4 separate regions of the Sus scrofa genome follow, and regions 2, 3 and 4 are each linked to region 1. Evidence: chromatin contacts called from public HiChIP or PLAC-seq and promoter capture Hi-C data. All regions are on one chromosome and are shown on one strand. Each heading gives the region's core, a stretch centred on a gene start, on an enhancer-like site or on the middle of the called end of the contact. The rest is flanking DNA. Distances are from core to core; before and after follow the strand shown. Region 1 holds the start of CLK3 (dual specificity protein kinase CLK3). Region 2 holds the start of LOC100156967 (cytochrome c oxidase subunit 5A, mitochondrial). Region 3 holds the start of RPP25 (ribonuclease P protein subunit p25). Region 4 holds the start of FAM219B (family with sequence similarity 219 member B).

What was found. Promoter capture Hi-C pulls out the DNA fragments that hold promoters and counts their contacts. HiChIP or PLAC-seq counts read pairs in DNA pulled down with a chosen protein or histone mark.
Region 2: a promoter capture Hi-C map of liver shows a contact between it and region 1, with 5 times the contacts expected there. The contact joins the promoter of LOC100156967 here to the promoter of CLK3 in region 1. A contact is called at or near these places in 1 of 5 promoter capture datasets (liver), 1 of 47 Hi-C or Micro-C datasets (liver) and 2 of 2 datasets of contacts at active chromatin or transcription factors (alveolar macrophages and skeletal muscle).
Region 3: an H3K27ac HiChIP or PLAC-seq map of alveolar macrophages shows a contact between it and region 1, with 7 times the contacts expected there. The contact joins the promoter of RPP25 here to the promoter of CLK3 in region 1. A contact is called at or near these places in 1 of 5 promoter capture datasets (liver), 1 of 47 Hi-C or Micro-C datasets (blood) and 1 of 2 datasets of contacts at active chromatin or transcription factors (alveolar macrophages).
Region 4: a contact with region 1 is called in a promoter capture Hi-C map of fetal liver, with 2.9 times the contacts expected there. The contact joins the promoter of FAM219B here to the promoter of CLK3 in region 1. A contact is called at or near these places in 1 of 5 promoter capture datasets (fetal liver), 3 of 47 Hi-C or Micro-C datasets (embryonic fibroblasts, epiblast stem cells and fetal skeletal muscle) and 2 of 2 datasets of contacts at active chromatin or transcription factors (alveolar macrophages and skeletal muscle).

What each region holds. Positions count from the first base shown.
Region 1 is chr7:58,908,107-58,912,940 of Sscrofa11.1, reverse strand. It overlaps CLK3 (dual specificity protein kinase CLK3), which reads left to right and starts at 3,325. Exons shown (of 13, transcript XM_001927924.7): 1 at 3,325-3,430.
Region 2 is chr7:58,621,441-58,626,239 of Sscrofa11.1, reverse strand. LOC100156967 (cytochrome c oxidase subunit 5A, mitochondrial) reads right to left here and starts at 3,271. Exons shown (of 5, transcript XM_005666147.2): 1 at 2,999-3,271. The coding sequence starts at 3,104.
Region 3 is chr7:58,603,063-58,607,711 of Sscrofa11.1, reverse strand. RPP25 (ribonuclease P protein subunit p25) reads right to left here and starts at 1,862. Exons shown (of 1, transcript XM_001927117.5): 1 at 1-1,862.
Region 4 is chr7:58,647,156-58,652,353 of Sscrofa11.1, reverse strand. It overlaps FAM219B (family with sequence similarity 219 member B), which reads right to left and starts at 1,584. Exons shown (of 5, transcript NM_001243582.1): 1 at 1,383-1,584; 2 at 1,091-1,178; 3 at 301-378. The coding sequence starts at 1,581.

The sequences.
Region 1 (4,834 bases), core at 2,076-4,575:
TGAACACTAGCCTCAACCTTGCCAACAGTTCTCTGTCCCAACAGTTTCCATGATCTATGATCTGTGATCTGACTATAGCCCAGCCACTTGCTAAACAACCATGAGTTTATTTGATGTTCCCAACTTTGGGGTGGGGGGACTGAAGCTCAAGAGGGGAAGTCAGCTGCCCTGGTGATGCTGGTGGTCAGTCCACTGTGACCTGGGCCTACTGCCCCCACTCTGCTGCTCTCCTTCCCAGTGTGGGAGTCTAGAAATGGCCGGGGTCAGAGGAACATTTGCGGGGACACTGTATTTTAGCTCTAATGTATGTGTGTGTATGTGGGGGGGAACAGAAGTCCTCAAATCAAATCACTGCTCCGGTCCCTGTCTGGCTTTCATAGCTGCAGCAGTAAGATGGGGCCCTGCCTCACGACTGCTCTGCCCACATTCCCAACCTGCTCCTTACTCAGGACTGCTACCAGGTCCTCTCCCTTCTAGACACCTTGACTCTCTCCTCTCCCCAACTCCAGGCTCAGGTTCCTGGAGCTCCCTCCTGTGCTGTCTCACCCCATTTCACCACCACACAAGGTGTCTCCAAAAGGCACCATGAGGACCAGCCCCTGCCCCCACTTCCCATGTCCTGGCACAGCACCCACAGCTCTACCCTGACTGGTGCTCTGTCTTTCCCACTTAGAGGCAGGGGTCCTCTTTGGGCAGCATCCCCTCTGACTGAGCCCCTGAGCTTGCCTGACTTGGTTTGGGGGAGGGAGGCTCATGGAATGGGGAGTGGCACAGCCCAGGCTGTTGAACCAGTGCTGTGGGAACACAGGGAAGAGAAGCCCTACCCTCCCTTGGGGCTCCCAGGAAGGCTTTCCAGAGAGGTTACTTTGGGGCTAAGGCCCAAAAGTGAATTAACTACCCCTAGAAGAGGCAAAGATGGATGTGGAAGGCAACAGAACAAGGGCAGCAGGACAAGGAGGGGGGTCAGAGAAGCTGGAGCTGGAGGGAGTGGTGAGCTGAGCCAGGAGCCCATGGGGGCAAATGGGGAAATCAAGGGGGCCAGAACTGCTGTGGTGCTTAGGTGGCTGGAGGCAGGGCAGGTACAGGGCAGAGGCATCTCCTTGATGTCCTCCACTCGCATAGCAAAGACTTGGTGGGCACATGCATTGAGGCCTAGAGATAGAGCTTGGGCCTGAGTGGCAGCGGATGTGGAGCAGTCCTCCTCTAAAGGTGGCCCAGGCCCCTGAGCTCCCCGGCCACCAGCTGCCAAGGTCTCAGCCATCCAGCACTGGAGGAGAGAGGGGGAGGAGTGCATTGTGGGTGGAGAGTTACTCATACTTCACTTTTTCCAAGTGCTTGACACTCTGCCTTTCTTTCATCTAGGTCTGAGTTCTCTTAGGAACAAAGAGGGAAGAATGAGGCTTAAAGGTAGAGTATCAGGTAGGACAGCTGCTGGACTGCAGACTTTAGAGAAGGAGCTGGGAGATGGCTCCTATTCTATTTCTGAAAAAGAGAGCTCTGTTTCTTTACTAGGAGGCAGGGACTCCTGTGTTCTTGATGGTGGGAGGGATGGTGGGAAGATGGCCTGACTTACCAGCTCAGAGACTGGTGCCCAGGTCATGACTCCGGGCTCTGAGCTCCTCCACCCTCAGCTGCTGTTGTGATCCTAGCTTGCAGGAGCCATGGAAACTGCAGGCAACACATAGCTGTAGGAGGAGGAGACACCAGAGCCCTTCCACCTCATCTTAATGGATGAAACCCTTAGATGGACCCCTGCTGGTGTGGCCTCTGGCATAGGGCAAAGGCCTAGGCAAAAATGGCTGCTCAGAATCTTCCACCCCAGAGGCAGGAGCCTAAAGGGGCAGGATTTAGGGGCAGAGACAGCCGGGCTCTCGGTCGCCAACTACACAGTAGAAGCGGCTCCGGAATTTATATTGGGGGGAATGGGTGCATTTGGTTGGACCGGGACCGGGAGTCGGTCTTGAGGCTGCATTAGTGTAGTAAGCAACCCGTTTGAACTTGGCTTTGGTTGTTTACTTGCAGTGGGAGTGGTGGAACTAACGGAGATTTGTACTAAGCACCTGCTCAAGCCATGCCGTCAGACCCCAGTTTAAGGGGGAACTAGAGGTTAGAGACTGTAGAGGCCTCGCAACTCCGGAGGGGTCGTTTCCTTTTGGAATCCGCCTCAGTGGCTGGGAGACTAGCCGGATGTCAGGGGCGTGACCAGCCCTCGCTGCGGCGAGGGCGGAGGCGGGGCCGGGGCTGGGGAAAGGGGTGGTGACAAGCAGGCCCACGCGGTGCTGGGGAAATGCTGCAGCCTTCGCAGTTCAGTCCCCGGGAGGGGCGGGGCCCGGAAGGATGCTGTGTCCCTCCTTCTTGGGCCCTGGCGTGGCTAGGGGGCAATTAGAGGCCGCTCCCGCCCTCTTTGACCGACGCCAGCGAGAGCCGGGGGGGGGGGGGGGCCAGGGAGTGCACGCTCATAAACCGCGAGGTCTCCCAAAGGACCTGACCTCGGTTTTCTCATCTGGAAAAGATGACCTCCTTATCTCCCTATGACCAAGAGCGGGGCAGTAGGTGGCCGGGGCTTCGGTGAGCCCGCGCCGGCGGCGGGGGCAGAGAGGTCACCAGGTGACTCCAGGGGAGAAATAGGAGTGAGGGGGGCCGCGGGGCTTTTCTTCGGCGGGGGTGGGACGCGGGTGGTTATGAACTAAGAAACAACTCTGGTCTGCTCACTGCCGTGCCCAAGAATGCTCAAGGAAAACGAGACCCCCTTTTACCCCAGAACCCGTCCCTTTCCCTTCAAAGGCCCCGCCGACGTGACTCTCCAGTATCTTCCCAGAAACTGCAGTGCACATACACCGGGCTTGGACGCGCCGCCATGACTTTAAAAAGCTCCTCCACACATGAATAAGGTCTCATTTGCTTCTTTCACATCAGCGGGAGTCGGGAACCTCCTTCCCGATCCTCCGTGGGCTTTAGCGCCCTCCAGGGCCTCGAGGCCGGGCTGGCGCTCAAGGCCTACCCAGTTTTCACTTGAGGCGACAGCGAAACAATGCCCTCCTCCCGGCGCTCAGGAAAGGAAAGGCCAAGCGGGCTTGGGCGGGGTCGGGGCTCCACCTTTCGGCTCTCAGCGCCTGTCCACCGGTGCCCCCCGCCGCATCTTTGAGGCCTACGTGCCTCGTGACACGGCAGGGGGCGGGCCGCGGCTGGGGACATCCCCTCGGCCCTCCAGGAACCAGGTTCCACCGCCGCCGCAGCGACCCAGGTGGACAGGGCGGGTCCTCCAGAGTCTTCGAGTTCACGGCTAGAGGGGCCAAGTCGCCGAGCTCAGTCGACCGACGGCTGCGTCACGGGAGGGGCGGGCCCGCCACGGGCGGAGGCCGGAGCCGGAAGCGGAAGAGGCGCTCGGAGCGGGGAGTGGGGCCTAGCCTCAGCCGGAGCCTGGGAGACGGTGAGTGTGGGGCCCTGGCCCGCGACGAGGAGCGGGGGGTTGAGTCAGAGGGGCGGGTACGCTGGGTGTGGGTCCCCGGGCTTCTAGTTCGGGCTTGGTCTGCTCTCTTTCGTTCTCTTGGCCCATCTCAGGCCGCGGCCCCGACCTCTCACCCCTGACCTGCCGCTTCTCCCCCAGAGGGCGGTCACAGCAGACCCCAGTCTCTCGATCCTGTGCGTCCGAGTCCGAACCTGTGAGAGGCCCCTGAGGGCCCTGCAGGGATCCACCTTCGGCCCTATACCTGCCCGCGGAATGGGGTCAGGGTCCTACCTGCGACAGCCTGGAGGGGCTTTCAGACCCCTCCCCTAACCCTGGCTCGAGGCTGGGTCGGCAGACTCCTCCTCTCCGCGCGGCTTGGAGTCTGATTCCGGCCCAAGCTGGCTTTCCTCCTGCCCGCCTCCCCCACCCCAGGTCTCCCCTCGCCTCCATTGGCGGCGGTTACCAGGAACCCGCCTCAGATCTCTGGGACCCGCGGCGTCAGGAAGGACGCGAGCGAGGGCTGCGGGCCCCCTGATTGTTTTGTTGTGATGATGGAGCCGCTCCAGCCCGGAGGAGGGGCCGAGCCAAGCTGACAGTACAAATGCCCGGGCTGCTGCATGGTCCAGGAGTCTCTGTGCTTTAGTTCCGGGTGCGGGTGTCCTGGTGTGGAGCTGGGGTGGGAATCGCCTGAGCCAGGGCCCCGTTGAGGCGGAGTTGGCGGCCTTCCAGCTTCCCTCCTCCATGCCCTTGAAAAGGAGGAGCGTTTCTCCCGGTGGTGGCGGCTTGCAAGGTGGCAGGTTTGAGGTTGCAGTGTTGGGGCAGCGTCAGCCAAAAATAACCATGGGGCGCTGGGGTGGCTGGGATCCGGCAGGGCTGCCGCTGACTTGGCTGGCTGCTCTTGTCAACCCAGTTCTCTGGCCAGGAACAGCAAATGAGAAGACAGCTAGGCCTGTGCTCAGAGAAAAGCTGGCATCCTCGCCCTGGTTTCTTTCACATTACCTTTTTCTTAATTGTGCCAAGCAGAGCCTTCTGGAACGTAATTGTGGCCCTTGTTTTTCTTTTACAACCTGTTTGCTGGGGTCTCAGAGAATCAGAGATAATTGAGGAGAAATGGGCCCTAGAACCCTAGCTGGGAGGATTATGAGGGGCATCTGGTGTTACCATTATTTCACCTGCCTAGAATGTGTTAAAACAGGGGAGATTATGTCCTCTCTGATTGCCTTGCGTGTGATACTTTATATCTCTCATATTTGTCATTCCCTTTGCCAACTTGGCTGGGAGGTGGTCATATCTCCATTTTCCAGATATTGTAACCATGGCCCAGAGTGACTTGTATAAGGTCACAAGGCCAAGTGGCAGCACTGGGATTTACTTTAGGTATAGGGT
Region 2 (4,799 bases), core at 2,022-4,521, 290 kb after region 1:
AACTCGCATCCTCATGGATACCAGTTGGTTTTGTTACCACTGAGCCACAACGGGAACTCTGGCATTTTGATTTTTAGATAAACTACATAGGCATTCTTTCCCTCCCCCATACCAACCCTACTTAAGTACAGCATTTCCACTTAGTTTTGAAGCTTGTGAGGTAAACTGTCTTGGAAAACAGTTACTCGGTACTTTTATACAAACTGACGCTTCCAGAGAAGGAAAAGGGAGCTATAAAAAAACTGGGATTTTTCAGGAGTTCCCGTGGTGGCACAGCGGAAACGAATACAACTAGGAACCATGATGTTGCTGGTTTGATCCCTGGCCTCACTCAGTGGGTTAAGGATCTGGCGTTGCTGTGAGTTGTGGTGTAGGCTGCAGATGTGGCTCGGATCCCATGTTGCTGTGGCTCTGCTGTAGGCCAGCGGCTACAGCTCCGATTTGACCCCTAGCCTGGGAAACTCCATATGCCAGAGGTGCAGCCCTAGGAAAGACCAAAAAAAAAAAAAAAAAAGACATTTTTTCTTTATTGGCCACACTCATGGCATATGGAAACTCCTCGAACTGAATCCAAGCTGTAGCATCAACCTATGCCATAGCTGCGGTGATGCCGGATCCTTAAGCCACTGCACCAGTCCAGGGATCAAACCTGCAATGCTGCAGAGACAACGCTGGATTCCTAATCCACCTTGCCACAACGGGAACTCCTAAAAATCTATTTCTAACACTGCTTTTTGGCATTCAGTCAAGCAGTCTATTACCTGACAATAAAATGCTAACATATTCAGAAAAATTAAAGGAGCTTATTAATTCCCTTGGTTTAAATTTAGTTAAATCAGATAGTTTTCCATTCAATAACTCTCAGATATGGCTCAAAGAATGGACATTTTGGTAGTGGTATATCTAAGAGCAACGGATAGAGGTGAACAATGTAGGGTGTCCATGAACAAGCCCAAAGGCAGGGCTACGGAGGTACAAGACCTAAGAGCAGTCATGAATCTTGGGGCCCAAAGGCTGTAAATCTATAAATGTGGGAGTGGTGCAGAAAAAAATATCAGAAGGTAATAAAAAGTGCCTACTTAAAGGCACTGCAACAAGAAAGGGAAAGTGAAAACAACTCCCATCTTTCCAAAACTATCAGGATAAGGATTAGGAGCCAGGATTGCATAACTTTTAAGGGTTGACTAGAGAATCTAACCATTATTCAAAATATTTCATTATTTAATCCCGCAGTTACTGGAAAACAATTCTGTTAGAAGCTGAAGATTTCTTGGAGCAAATACGGAATTTAAGTTTTTTATCTAAAGCAAACTTGAAGCCCTCCATCCAGGTTAACCCCCTCAGAGCTCTCAAGTATATTCTCATTTGCCCTTGGATAGCTTCATCCAAAAATCTTAATCTTTTTAACTTTCAATTGCATAAAACCTCTTCAGTCTCAAACTGGTAACAAACCTCACCTATAATATGCAAAAATGAAAAGCACTATAATAAAGCAAGTATGTCTTAAGCATTTGTACCTGGAAAGGGGTAAGAGTTTATATTATCTCATTTAAATTTCACAACTACTAAATATTATCCTGGTTTTAGAGATGAGGGAACTGAGTCTTAAGGTTTAACTAATACCTCCAAGGTCACACCGCTAGAAAGCAGTTGACATGAATATAACCAATACTGCCTCCTTGTGGCAAATATTTAGGTCTATGGGACAATACCTAAAATAAAGCTTTTTGTTAGGGAATTATACTAAAGAGGGTGCGGAGAATGCCTAGCAGATAAACCAGTAGTCCAAATTTACTGGAGAAAGAACTGCCTTAAATCTAGAGTTTGCAGAAAGCCTGCCACTTCCTCAACCTGCCACAAAATGTAACAATTCTTTTCAAGAGGTCAAGAACACCTCCCCCAAATGTATCCACATGAACAAAACCGAAGCAAAACATAACTCCTTAGGTTCTGAAGCGCTAGTTAAATAGTCAAAAGAACAACACTATTAGTTTTGAGTTTGAGTGCATGTTTAAATTTTATAACGTTAGCATATGCTACCGTCACGCACCAAGATCAAAGCGCAGTTACAAGAAATGGGCACAACACTGTGAGCCAACTATATTCCAATAAATTTTTTAAAGTGCATTTACAATAATTAAAAGTTCAGTGCTGGACACAAAGTCTCCTGGAACACATATTAAGCAGAAGGCAAAATAAGAGACAGAAATCAGCAGAACATCTCATACTCCAGCAACCAGACTTCTAGCCGGAAGCACAAATAAAAAATAAAACTTCTCCAAGTTTGTAGGACCCAGGACTCCTGGGTCTGTGGTACCCCGTTTTCCAAACAGTAATATTCTTATCCTAAGACCTATCAAGTCAGGCTCTCTTCCAGACCTCAGGAAACAACCACATACACTGATCTAATGTAAAGATGGAAGAATTAAAACATGGCACAACAGTGTCTAAAAATAAAAGAACGGCTGGAGAAAGTGACACACAAAACGGTAACGAGAAATGCCTGATGAAAAGACTACACTGTGTCCCAGTCACGGAAGTATAAAGTGTTCTCGGAAGAGGCTGCGGGCGGCGGTGCCAGGGTCCCCGGAGGGGCCACTCCCGCCTTCTACCCTGAGCTCAATGTCACCTTCGCGGAAGCGCTGCAGGCCGGCGGTAGCCACTCCCAGTCAGTGGCCGCAGGATCAACGCCAGGGCACGGTCATGGCCCGGGGACCGAAGAGGTCCAGTGGGCGCGGGAGGTGCACCCACAGCAGGTCCACGCTCGACCGGTCCGCGGTGCCCGCACCAGGAAGTCGCGCCAAGGGAGGACCCCGGGACGCGCCCTCGAGTCCTCCACAACTCGGCGGCGGCGGGAATGGCTAGCGGTCCTCAGGTTCGGCCGTCGGCCCGCAGGGCAGGGGCTAGGCCTCTGGGCGAGCCTGCCCTCGCATGGCGGCGGGGGCCCAGGTCACCACAAGGACACGCGGGCGCGGACAGTGGCAGGCGGGAGCCTTACCGGCGGCGGGGCCGGGGGTCGGAGTGGGGTGCAGAAGGCCTCGAGGGCTGGCCCGGGCGACTGCGGCTGCTGCTACGGAGCAGCGGCGAACAGCGGCGCCTAGCATGACGGCGATGGCGGCGCGCAGGTTAACGCTAAGGCAAAGCCGGGTGTGAGCTCAAGGGCCGCTTCGAAGCTCGTGGGGGCCGAACTCACGCACCGACGCAGGGCGGGCGGAGCGTGGAGGCCCTCCCACTGCGGCGCTCGCGCCTAGGCGGAAAGGGGCCACACGCGGCCGCAGGCGGCCTACGGCGGCGCGTTCAGGACAAACCATTTCGGCGCCGCGCCCCGCCCCGCCGCCCGGGTCTGGGCGTGGACCAGATCTGCTATTGTGGAGCTAGGATGGTAGGATGGCAGAGGACAGCAGTGGACAGGCTCGAGAGGCGACTCCAGCACCTCAAAATGGGAACGATAACAATAATAACGACAAATTATAATAAAAATATCTTTTTTGTTTACCACCTGGTGTGAGCCTACAATAAGAGAACAAGTGGGGGCAAAACAACTGCTTGTGTATAAGATCTTATTAGCAACTAATCTTTTTTTTTTTTTTTTGCTTTTTAGGGCCGCACCTGCAACATAATGGAAGTTTCCAGGCTAAGGGTGGAATTGGAGCTGTAGCCGCCAGCCTATGCTGCAGCCATAGCAACGCCAGATCCTAGCGGCGTCTGCAACCTACACCATGGCTCACCGCAACGCCGGATCCTTAACCCACTGAGTGAGGCCAGGGATGGAACCCTCAACCTCATGGTTACTAGTCGGATTATTTTCCCCTGCGCCATAACAGGGATCAACAGCAATATTCCTGTATAACAAATCCGCAAGCATTAGGAAATGAGTGGAGGAGCTCCCGCTGGGGCGCCACAGGCGGGATTGGCCGTGTCTTGGGAGCTCTGAGACCAGGGTTCCATCCCCTGCCACGCATAGTGGGTTAAGGACCCGGTGTTGCCGCAGCTACGACTTGAGTGGCGATTACCTTGGAATCTGTTCCCTGGCCCAGGATCTCCATATGCCACGGGGCGGCCAAAAATTGGAAAAAAAATATGAGTGCAATCACTTTACAGAGAAGGAAACAGCCTCAGAAATTAGATTTCTTGCAGGCAATTGACTCTCTTTTCACCAAATCCCCAGTTCCAGGACTCACCTGGATGTTTCTGGGGAAACCACCACTTCCAGTCCCTACAGGAAGGGGTCGATTAAATCCCAAGACTCTTAATATCAAATCTGGCCTCAGTAACTGCATTCTGATTTTGAGCTCCTGGGCAGTGGGCCTGCTTGCCCCAGGCCTGAATTATCTCGCAGCCACCAAGAGTTAAGTAGTAAAGATTCTTGACTTGTAATCACTCATTCTCTATCCCTGGACCCACTGAAGAAAGAAAAGATGGATATTCAGCTCCTCTTCCTCACTCCAGGCTCTGTCTCCAGAAAATCAGTGTTGATCTCTTTTTCTTCCCTAGCAGTGTGGCCTTAGGAGGTATGAATCTGGCTGGGAAACGGATAAAAAAGCTTTTCTCAAAGCACCTGTCCTCTGAGAGTTCCCTTGCAGCATAGTGGGTTAAGGAGCTGGATGTTATCACTGCAGTGGTTTGAGTCACTGCTATGGTGAGGGTTCAGTCCTTGGTCCAGGAACTTACATATGCCCCTGGTTGTGGCCAAAAGTAAAAACAAACAAACAAAAAAACCCCAAAGCACCTGTCCCCATTTTCCCCCACCAACTTAACCAAACAACACCAGGGGAAGTTTTGCCTCTTTGAGTTTAATT
Region 3 (4,649 bases), core at 613-3,112, 300 kb after region 1:
TGGGTGAAAGTATGTTTTGAGGGAAAAGGGAAGTAGGTGGGAAGTTGAAACCTCGGGGCACTATGAAGCTACAGGGTGTCCCTTCCCAGGACCTCTGCAGAACAGAGGGAGTGGCCGGGGATCTCCTGCCAGGAGAGATGAACAGCGAAGGGAGAAGCGAGGTTGGGATTGAAGCGCTGCTGATGGGAGGGAGGGAGTTTGAGAAGAAATTGGACCCTCCCTCGATCTGCCCTAGGGTCTCCTTCTTCATCCTTCCACCCCCTTGCCCACGCACAGAACTGAAGAGTGGGCCAGACCAGATCTGGGCCAGGGTGACTACGTGGGGCGTGGCAAGGAGGAGCACAGAGTTGTGGCCGGTGGGAAACCCTTAAAGTGCTGGGAGCATGACAATGCTTGGGGGAGCCGGGTCGGTTTTGAGATGGAGCTGCCGGGTCCCCCACCCTCTCCTCGCTGCCATTTTTGCATCCTCAGCATCCTGTATCTCCTAGATCTGCCCTGTTGTTTGAAACCCAGGGATGACCCATTACCGCGCCGTGGGAGTGACTGCAGGAGGCGAACCTTTGAGCCCCACCGTACGAATGACCAACGCCCTTCTCGGATCTATTGCTCGCCCTCTGGGATCAGGGGCCCTCGAGGTCGCGTTCTGCTCCAAACCTGTACTTCCACCCCGCCCCAGCTCCCAGAGGCCCCTCTAGGAACAGCCCTAGGAGTCGGAGACACAGTAGTCTGAAGAAGACACAACAGTCTGCAGCGCGTGGCAGGGCGCAGGGAACCTCAGGCCCTGTAAGACTAGGGCAGTTGTGGGACTTAAAGAGCATCAGTTTCGTTAGGCCTGAGAAAAAGTCCCAAAATGGCTGGAATCTATGTTCGAACGGGCTGATAAGCGCAGAAGCGAGCTCTCCACCCACGGGAGTATGCGAGCCAAGGCTGAACGTTCACTTTGAAGGGATCACGCAGGGGTCTACGATTCGGAGGCAGGGGCCAGGAGTTTACGTCGGGTGAGGATAAGACCGTTCTGCGTTTGCCTTTGCTCTGAGCTGGCGCTAGAAAGCGCCGCCCCGCGGTCCCCCTCCACTGGCGCCAGCTGTAGAAGACTCGATTCACTTCGTTCCGCAGTCAGTGAAGGGAGACCGGGGAAAAAGGCCCGCGCCCCCTCCCGCCGCTCCCCTCCTTTTCCCAGCTCCCTCTGCAGCACTTAAAATGTAAATGTACATCGTGATTAGCCGCCGGGTCGCTAATTACCGCTGAAGCCATTCATTACTCTGACAGCGTGCGTTGCAGCCCGCCGGCTGTGCGCTCCTGTGGGGCCGCGGAGTGGCAGGACCGGGTGCGGAGCGAAGAGGGGGAGGAGATCGCGGGCAGGGGAGCGGAAAGATTCGAGTGGGGGGGCAGCGAATGAGTGGAGCGACGCTGGCAGGCCAGAAGCTAGGGCGGGAGAGGGGACAAAATGCTGGACGGTGACGTGCGGGGGCCGGGAGAGGCGAGGTTTGCCCAGGGCTGTTAGGAAAGAAGGCGAAGGAGCCGTAGCAAGGATAGCAGAGAAAGGGGGCGCTATGAGCGAGAAAACCGAGACGAGGAGCGAGGCGACGGCAGGATACTCTGGGGTCGGCTGGGAAGGGAGTAGAGGGCTCAGCTCTGGGAAGGTGGATAAATAAATTTGAGCATCTGTGGTGCACACTCTGCGACAGTTAGAAACATGGAAAAACAGTCAAGACTTTCTGTTGAATGAACTGGGTACCAGCTATCCACACAGTAGGACAAGTATTTTTTAAGCTAGGGAGTGAGGAATCTATTTCTGTGTGCACGTTTATAGATGTAAATGTATTTTTAAAATAACTGCAAGAAAACAGCACACTTCATCTGTTACCTCTGAAGCTGCATTTTGTTGGCCTCTCTAAGGAAAGAACTACTAAGTATGAATATAAAATTAAGCCCAGAGTTTTGAAATAGCCTTTGTTAAGTGAGGTCCTGACCTTGCGCCTGAGGTTCATTAACTTCTTTTCACCTCTGTGATTTGGGCATTTTTTTTTTTTTTTCTATTTTGGCCTCCCCTCGGCATATGGAGTTCCCTGGGACCAGGGATCAGGTCCTAGTGGCAATTGCGACCTTCTCCAGTGCTGCAGCAACAACGCTGGATCCTTTTATCCATTGCGTGGGGGGGAGGGGCAGGGCAGAAATCGAACCCGCAACCTGGTGCTTTGTGCCAGACCCTGTACTATGCGCTCACCTGTACTAACTCATTTCATACAACAATGAAACCACTACCCATTTCGTAAGTCAGGTAGAGCCAGATCCAGAGTCTGTCTGGCTCCAGAGTCTGTTCTGTTCTTTTTTTTTTCTTTTTTTCCCTCCCCCTCAACCTCCCTCTCTGGCAACCACCAATCTCTTCTCTGTATCTACAAGTTAAGTTCTGTTGTTGTTTTTAGATTCCACATATAAGTGAGATCATACATTATTTATCTTTATTTCACTTAACATCATGTATGTATACATACATAACACACAATAGAATATTATACATACACACACACCACATCTTCTTTATTCTTTTATATGTCAATGGACACTTAGGTTGCTGTCATGTTTTAGCTATTATAAATAATTCTGCAGTGAACATAGGGAGGCATATGTCTTTTAGAATTAATGCTTTCATTTTCTTTAGAAAATACCCAGGGTATGGGAGTTCCCGTCGCAGTGCAGCGGTTAACGAATCCGACCAGGACCCATGAGGTTGCGGGTTCGATCCCTGGCCTTGCTCAGTGGGTTAAGGATCCAGCGTTGCCGTGAGCTGTGGTGTAGGTCGCAGACATGGCTCGGATCCCTCGTTGCTATGGCTCTGGCATAGGCCGGTGGCTACAGCTCCGATTAGACCCCTAGCCTGGGAACCTCCATATGCCGTGGGAGCGGCTCAAGAAAAAGGCAAAAAGACAAAAAAAAAAAAAAAAAAAAAAGAAAGAAAGAAAATACCCAGGGTAGAATTGCTGGATCATACGGTAATTCTATTTTTAATTTTTTTTCTTCTGTCATTTTAGGGCTGCGCCCACAGCATATGGAAGTTCCCAGGCTAGGGGTTGAATTGGAGCTACAGCTGCCGGCCTACACCACAGCCACAGCAACGCAGGATCTGAGCTGCATCTGCAACCCATACCACAGCTCACGGCAATGCTGAATCCTTAACCCACTGATTGAGGTCAGGGATCGAACCCACAATCTCCTGGTTCCTAGTTGGATTTGTTTCTGCTGTACCACGATGGGAACTCGCTATCAGAGTCTGTTCTTAAGCATGGCACTAGACCATCTGCAAGAGGAAGGAGAAGCAGAGTGGAAAGCCATCAGCTCTAGGTCTCCCCAGCTACCCATGATGAAGGTCCAGAACTTCAGGATAGAATTCTGCTCTGCCAGCTGCTTGCCTGGGATAGCAGGCATCAGGGCTGCACTTCCTCCTCCTGCTTTTACCTTGGGGCAGAGCTAGGGTGCTTTGTTTATGCCTTCCCAGAATTATAAATATCCTTCGGGGTATACTGAGTTTTTCTACAACTTACAAAATGCTTGCCTATCTAACACCCAGGAGCACCTAGTAGGGTGGTTAACAGTGTGTACTCTGGAGCCACACACCCGGATTTGACTCCCAGCTCTGCCACTTGCTAGCTGTGCCCTTGATGTAGCTATGGAAGCTCTCTGCACCTCAGTTTCTTCTGTTGTAAAATGGAAACTATGATGGTGATAACAGGATTATCTCTTAGAATTGCCCCAGGTCCCCCCCATTCCCCCTCCAGGACCTCTATGAGATCACCACTCCCACAAATCCCTTGTCCAAACTTTGCTTGTAGGCAAAACTGGAGGATGGGTAGAGTTAAAAAAGAAAAAGAGGAGTTCCTGTGGTGGCTCAGCACGTTATGAACGGGGCTAGTATCCATGAGGATGCAAATTCGAATCCTGGCCTTGCTCAGTGAATTAAGGATCAGGCATTGTGGTGGAGGTCACAGATGCAGCTCAGATCCCGAGTTGCTGTGACTGTGGCGTAGGTCGGCAGCTGCAGCTCTAATTTGACCTCTAACCTGGGAACTTCCATATAGCACAGGTGCAGCAGTAAAAAAAGCAAAAACAAAAACAAAAACAAACAAAAAAAGGAGTCAGAGCAGGTTGTCAGCCCTCATGGGGCAGCCAGAGCTGCTGCGCCCCAGCTGTTTGTTGACAGGCAGGAATGCTGACCCAGTGGTTTTATTTTGCTTTTGTGTGATTTAACATTTTCTGCTTCATTTCAATGGGGAGTAGTTGTATCAGCTTTTCTGAATGTTACATACAGAGATCCCTTCTCCCAACACATCCTGTCAGAGTCTGACTTATGATAAACAGTGTAATTCTTTTTTTTTTTTTCTGGCTGCACCTGCAGCATGTGGAAGTTCCCAGGTCACAGATTGAACCAGAAAAGAGGTTGCTACCTGCACCATGGCTATGGCGATGCCAGATCCTTGACCCACTGCACCACAGGAAAACCTTTTCTATTGTTTTAAAATGAATTTTATTATATTTATAGTTGTATAGCCATCATCACAACCTAATTTTATAACATTTCCATCCCAAATCCCCAGCCCATCTCTCCCCCCACCAACTTGTCTTCTTTGGTAACCGTAAGTTTTTTCAAAATC
Region 4 (5,198 bases), core at 335-2,834, 260 kb after region 1:
GCCCAGAATGTGCCATGAGTATAAATAGCTCCTTCCACTGGCTCCAGCAGGGACAGGGTCACTGGCACTAACAGTGCAGACATTATAGGGTAGGATGATTTCCCCAGATAAGGTTGGTGCTTCAAATCCAAGAGCAGCAAGATGACCTATGAGTCCTCTAAGCAAGCCATCCTGGGAAGGGATAGTGCAGCCCTGGAACATGCACAAAAGGTCTTGGAAGAGACAGGGAATAAGCAAAGCAAGTGATCTGCAATTTTACCCAAATCACTCCCCAAGGGTATTTCCAAGGAGTGCACTTACCTGTCAGAGTCAAGGGACACCAGGTTTTCATCTGGACTCTGACTAAGAGCAGTATAGCCCTTGTTAAACTTCACTGACCTAAGGGGAGATGGGGGGAAAACCAAGCATAGGTAAAGCACCAGCTTTTCGCAGCGAAAGCCAGAGTCCTCACCCTTATGGGAAAAAACCCAACTGATGGCACTACTCCTGACTTGCCTTCTACCTGGTCACACAGCCACCACTGCCTGCCATGTATGTGGCTACAGCTCCTCAGAATATGCACTTCCTCACACCACTCCCCCTGCTGCTCCTGAAGAAAAGCACACCCCCTCTTTAATGAATTGGGAAAAGCCCTGTCTCCCCACCTAATTTAACCAGGGAACAGAAAAAGTTCTTAGGCAAATTCCTTCACCTGCTTTAGCCCTTATTTGTAAGAGAGGCCCTGGATAAAGTCCCACCCAATCCTTAGAGTTTACCATTCTGTTAGAAGCAAACAAACAGCCCTGACTTCCCACACTGCTCTCCATCCTCACTCTTTGGGGCCCCAGCCACTATATTCCTCCCTAACTTAGTGAATGACCCTACTCACTGACAAAACTTATTCCAAAGCCCTTTCCTTGAAATCATCACATTCTAGAAGGAAAAGAAAAGGTGGTTCCTCTTCTCATTTTAATGCAGTGAACCTGACAGGTTGGCTTCAGGGGAATCACTAGTTCGGCCCCTAAACGTGTGTTTGCTTTCTGTCTCCCGGCCTGAACACTAAAGCCTTCTCTGGAAACGGTTGCACAGAGGAAGTGGCGCTTGCTGAGACCTTTTTCCTGAAGAGTCGGGGCGGTTCGGCGCGGCACCCAGCATGCCCTTTCTCCGCAAAACTGCCTTGGCCAGGTCCCGGTGTTTCTCTGGAAGTCAAAGGGCCGCAGTCAGAGGGATCCTCCCCATTCCGCAGTGTATCCCAAACGCCAGGAGCCCGCTCTCCGAACGGATTTTGAGGTGCGGGAGCGGGCTGCAGGTGCCCCTCCAGGGTCGCCCCGGTGCGGCTCCGGAGCCCGCCCGGGGACACAGCAGCCCGCCCCGGCAGAGAACCCCCACCAGGCAGCACTCACGCAACTTGGCCTGAATGGAAGGCGCGCGCGTCACCATGTATGGCCCCCGCTTCTCCACAGCAGCCAGAGTCCGCTCCCCAAGCCGGGGTACTCCAATACCGCTTCGGCCGGAGGGCGGACCTGCAGACCCAGCACCGCTGGGCCGGGGTCCCAGAACGGACGCCAGAACCGCGTGCCCACTGGGCTCCGCTGTCGCCATCGCTTGGCCACGCCCCTCCGGGTGGTGGAGCCCCGCCTCCTGGCTAACCAGCCAGCAACCGGGAAGGAGGCGGTCTCTCCTCGAGCAAGATGGCGGCGCGCGGGCGCAGATTGTACCCGCCTGAGCTTTCCGGTCCCATCAGTTGCGGGGTTGGCTCAATTGTTCCGCCCTTCCGGAGGGTTTGGATTGCTGCAGTCCCGCCTTTCTGGCACACCACGTGCTTTTAGTTGGCCTGAGTTCCTGGCTGTCAAACTAAATTTTTTCTCTAGTGGAAATTAAATATCAATATTTTCGGGGTGGCCGCGGATGTGCACCTGCGGACTTCGAGCTCTTTGCGCCCTGGTGCGCACGCGCTCCTCGTGGTATCTGCGCATGGGTCCTCTTGCCACAGCCGCAGCTCCCCCAGGGCGGACCGGGGAGAGCTTGGATTGAACCAGAAAGAGCAGTAGGAGACAGGAACGTGTCAGCGCCCTTCTCCAGAAAAGAAACTAGGCGCGGGAAAACAGTTTAAAGACCTTGTGGAGGTCACACAACCAGAGACACTGCCTGCGCTGATACTCTAATGTCAAGTCCAGGTTATTTCCAACACCACGCAATGCCTGAGACCTTGGATGAGGCTGACTCTCTCTAGGACTCAGTTTTCACATATTATTATTATTTTTTGTCTTTTTAGGGCCGCACCCGTGGCATATGGAGGTTTCCAGCCTACCGGGTCTAATCGGAGCTACAGCTGCCGGCCTATGCCACAGCCACAGCAACGCGGGATCCAAGCAGTGTCTGCAACCTACACCACAGCTCACGGCAGCGCCGGATCCTTAACCCACTGAGTGAGGCCAGGGGTGGAACCCGCATCCTCATGGCTCTTAGTCGGATTCGTTTCTGCTGCTCCACCGGGAACTCCAGTTTCCACGTTTTAAAATGGAACCAATATCACTACCCTTCTTACAGCGACAAACAAGGGCAAAATAGGCCTTGGGAAGAAGAATGAAAGTGTGTCCAGGCCGGAGCTGTCACAGCTCGTGACTTCTCTGGCCCCCAAGGGATGTGTTTGTAGCTGGCTGGTAAGTAGCTCCAGATCCTTGTAGTAACTGCGAAATCTCATGAGGCTGTCCCAAGGCTAATTTATTAGTCTCCACAGGGTAGTTCAAAAATGTACAACTTATGAGCCTCCAGGGCCACAAAAACAGTTGAGTGGGAGTGTGATTAGGCGGGATAGGAGAAAATAATTTATGACTGCGTTTTTTAAAGTTTTATTTTTTAGAGCCACAGGTGCGGCATATGAAAGTTCCCAGGCTAGGGGTGGAATCAGAGCGGCAGGTGCAGGCCTATGCCACAGCCACATCAACTCGGGATCCTTAGTCTGAATCCTCATGGATACTAGTAGGGTTTGTTTCTGCTGAACCACAATGAGAACTCCTAGAACTAAATTTTTTGAAAAATGAGAAGCAGAGTTCTTTCGTGGCACAGTGAGTTAAGAATCCAGCATTGTCACTACAGCAGCTTGGGTAGCTGCAGTGGCGTGGGTTCCATCCCTGGTCCAGGAACTCCTGTGCCCCCAAAAAGAAAAATCAGAAGCATAAAGGAATGCTATTTTGGTTGATTCCACCATTTTTGACCTCCAGAAGCAACGACTTCATATGACTCAATATTTTCTCCTTTTGACTACTACTTCTGTTAAGCAAATGATGCTTACATTTGGTTGGATTCGCCAGTTAGGTGGTAAACCTGGAATTCGAACCTAGCCTGTGGACTCCAAAGAGGTGGTTTTCCTCATGGCTATTGCTGCCTGTTAAGCTGATGGATATTTCACTAAGGGCCAAAAAAATGTGACCAGAACCTTTCCACATTACAAAATCTCCAGGAACTAGTAGCCAAAAAGTCACCCATCCATGTCACTCTGGGTCTCCCATTACTAGTGCTCAGCTAATTGTTATGTCATTGAATATGAGCCCTGAACCCAGATTTTAATTCTTTATCTGTGTCCTTATTTGAGGAACAGGGATTTTAATAGTACTTGCATAATAGAATTTATAAGGTTAAATCCTAAGGTGCTTGGAATGGTACCTGGCATGTACTAAGTGCTCAAGAAATGTAATCTTAGGAAGTTTACAGTGTTTTAAGTATGTAGTGTTTATTCTCTCATTTCGATTTACCCTCCCCAAGGGCAGACTTCCTTATTTATTTATTTATATTTTTATTTTTTACTTTTCAGGGCAGCACCCACGGCACATGGAAGTTCCCAGGCTAGGGGGTGAATCGGAGCTAGAGCTGCTGGCCTGTGCCACAGCCACAGCGACATGGGATTTGAGCTGTGTCCGTGATCTACACCACAGCTCACAGTAATGCCAGATCATTAACCCAGCAAGGCCAGGGATCAAACCTGTTTCTTCGTGGATACTAGTCGGGTTCATTACCCTGAGCCACTATGAGAACTCCCTATTAGATATTTTATTATCTTTGATGCAATTGTAAATAGGATTGTTTTAATTTCTTTCTGATAGCTTTTAAGTGTATAGAAACAACATATTTCGATACATTGATTTTGTATCTTGATGCTTTACAGTATTTACTAGTTGTGACAGTTTCTTTAGTTGTTTTTTTTTTTTTTTTTTTTTTTTTTTTTTTTTTTTTGCTTTATAGGGCCGCACTCATGGCATATGGAGGTTCCCACGCTAGGGGTCCAGAGCCACAGCAACTCGCTGAGCCGCGTCTACAACCTATACCCCAGTTCACGGCAACACCAGATCCTTAACCCACCGAGCAAGGCCAGGGATCAAACCCGAAACCTCATGGTTCCTAGTCGGATTCGTTAACGACTGAGCCACGACAGGAACTCCTCTTTAGGGTTTTGTTTTGTTTTTTTTAAATATATATCATGTCATCTGCAAATAGTGAGTTTCACTTCTTCCTTACAATCTGGCTATCTTTTCTTTTGCTTGCCCAATTGCTCTGCCTAGGACTTCCAATGCTATATTGAGTAAAAGTGGTGAGAGTGGGCATTCTTGTCTTGTTCCTGATCTTAGAGGAAAAGCTTTCAGTGTTCACCATTGAGTATGCTGTTAGTTGTGGGCTTGTCATATATGACTTTTAGTATGTTGAGGCACATTCTATCCCACGTTGTTGAGTGTCATAAATTAAGCTGAATTTTGTCCTGTGCTTTTTCTCCATCTAGTGAGATGACTATACAATTTTCATCCTTTATTTTGTTAATATGGTGTGTCATACTGATTTAGTTGTGACTTTCAAACTATCCCTGCATTCCTGGAATAAATCCCACTTAATTCATTCAGGTCATTTGACCCTTTTAACAATTATTGAATTTTTTGCTAATATTTTATTGAGGATTTTTGCATCTGTGTTCATCAGGATGAATTTTTTATCCTGCTACTTCTTTCTGAGGTCCTCTCTTCCCATCTGACCAGGTTTCAGACTCTACCCTTTGACCTTTCCTATCACTGGTAGAGCACAATGGTCAGGTGGAGCCTAAGAACATGCAGCTCTTTCTGGGTCTCCAGGTCACCAGCCCCACCTTAATCACATTAATCCATGTCATCTCCCTCTAGGGAAGATTATTTCCTAATCCAATCCTTACAGCATCTTCATATGGTATTATCATA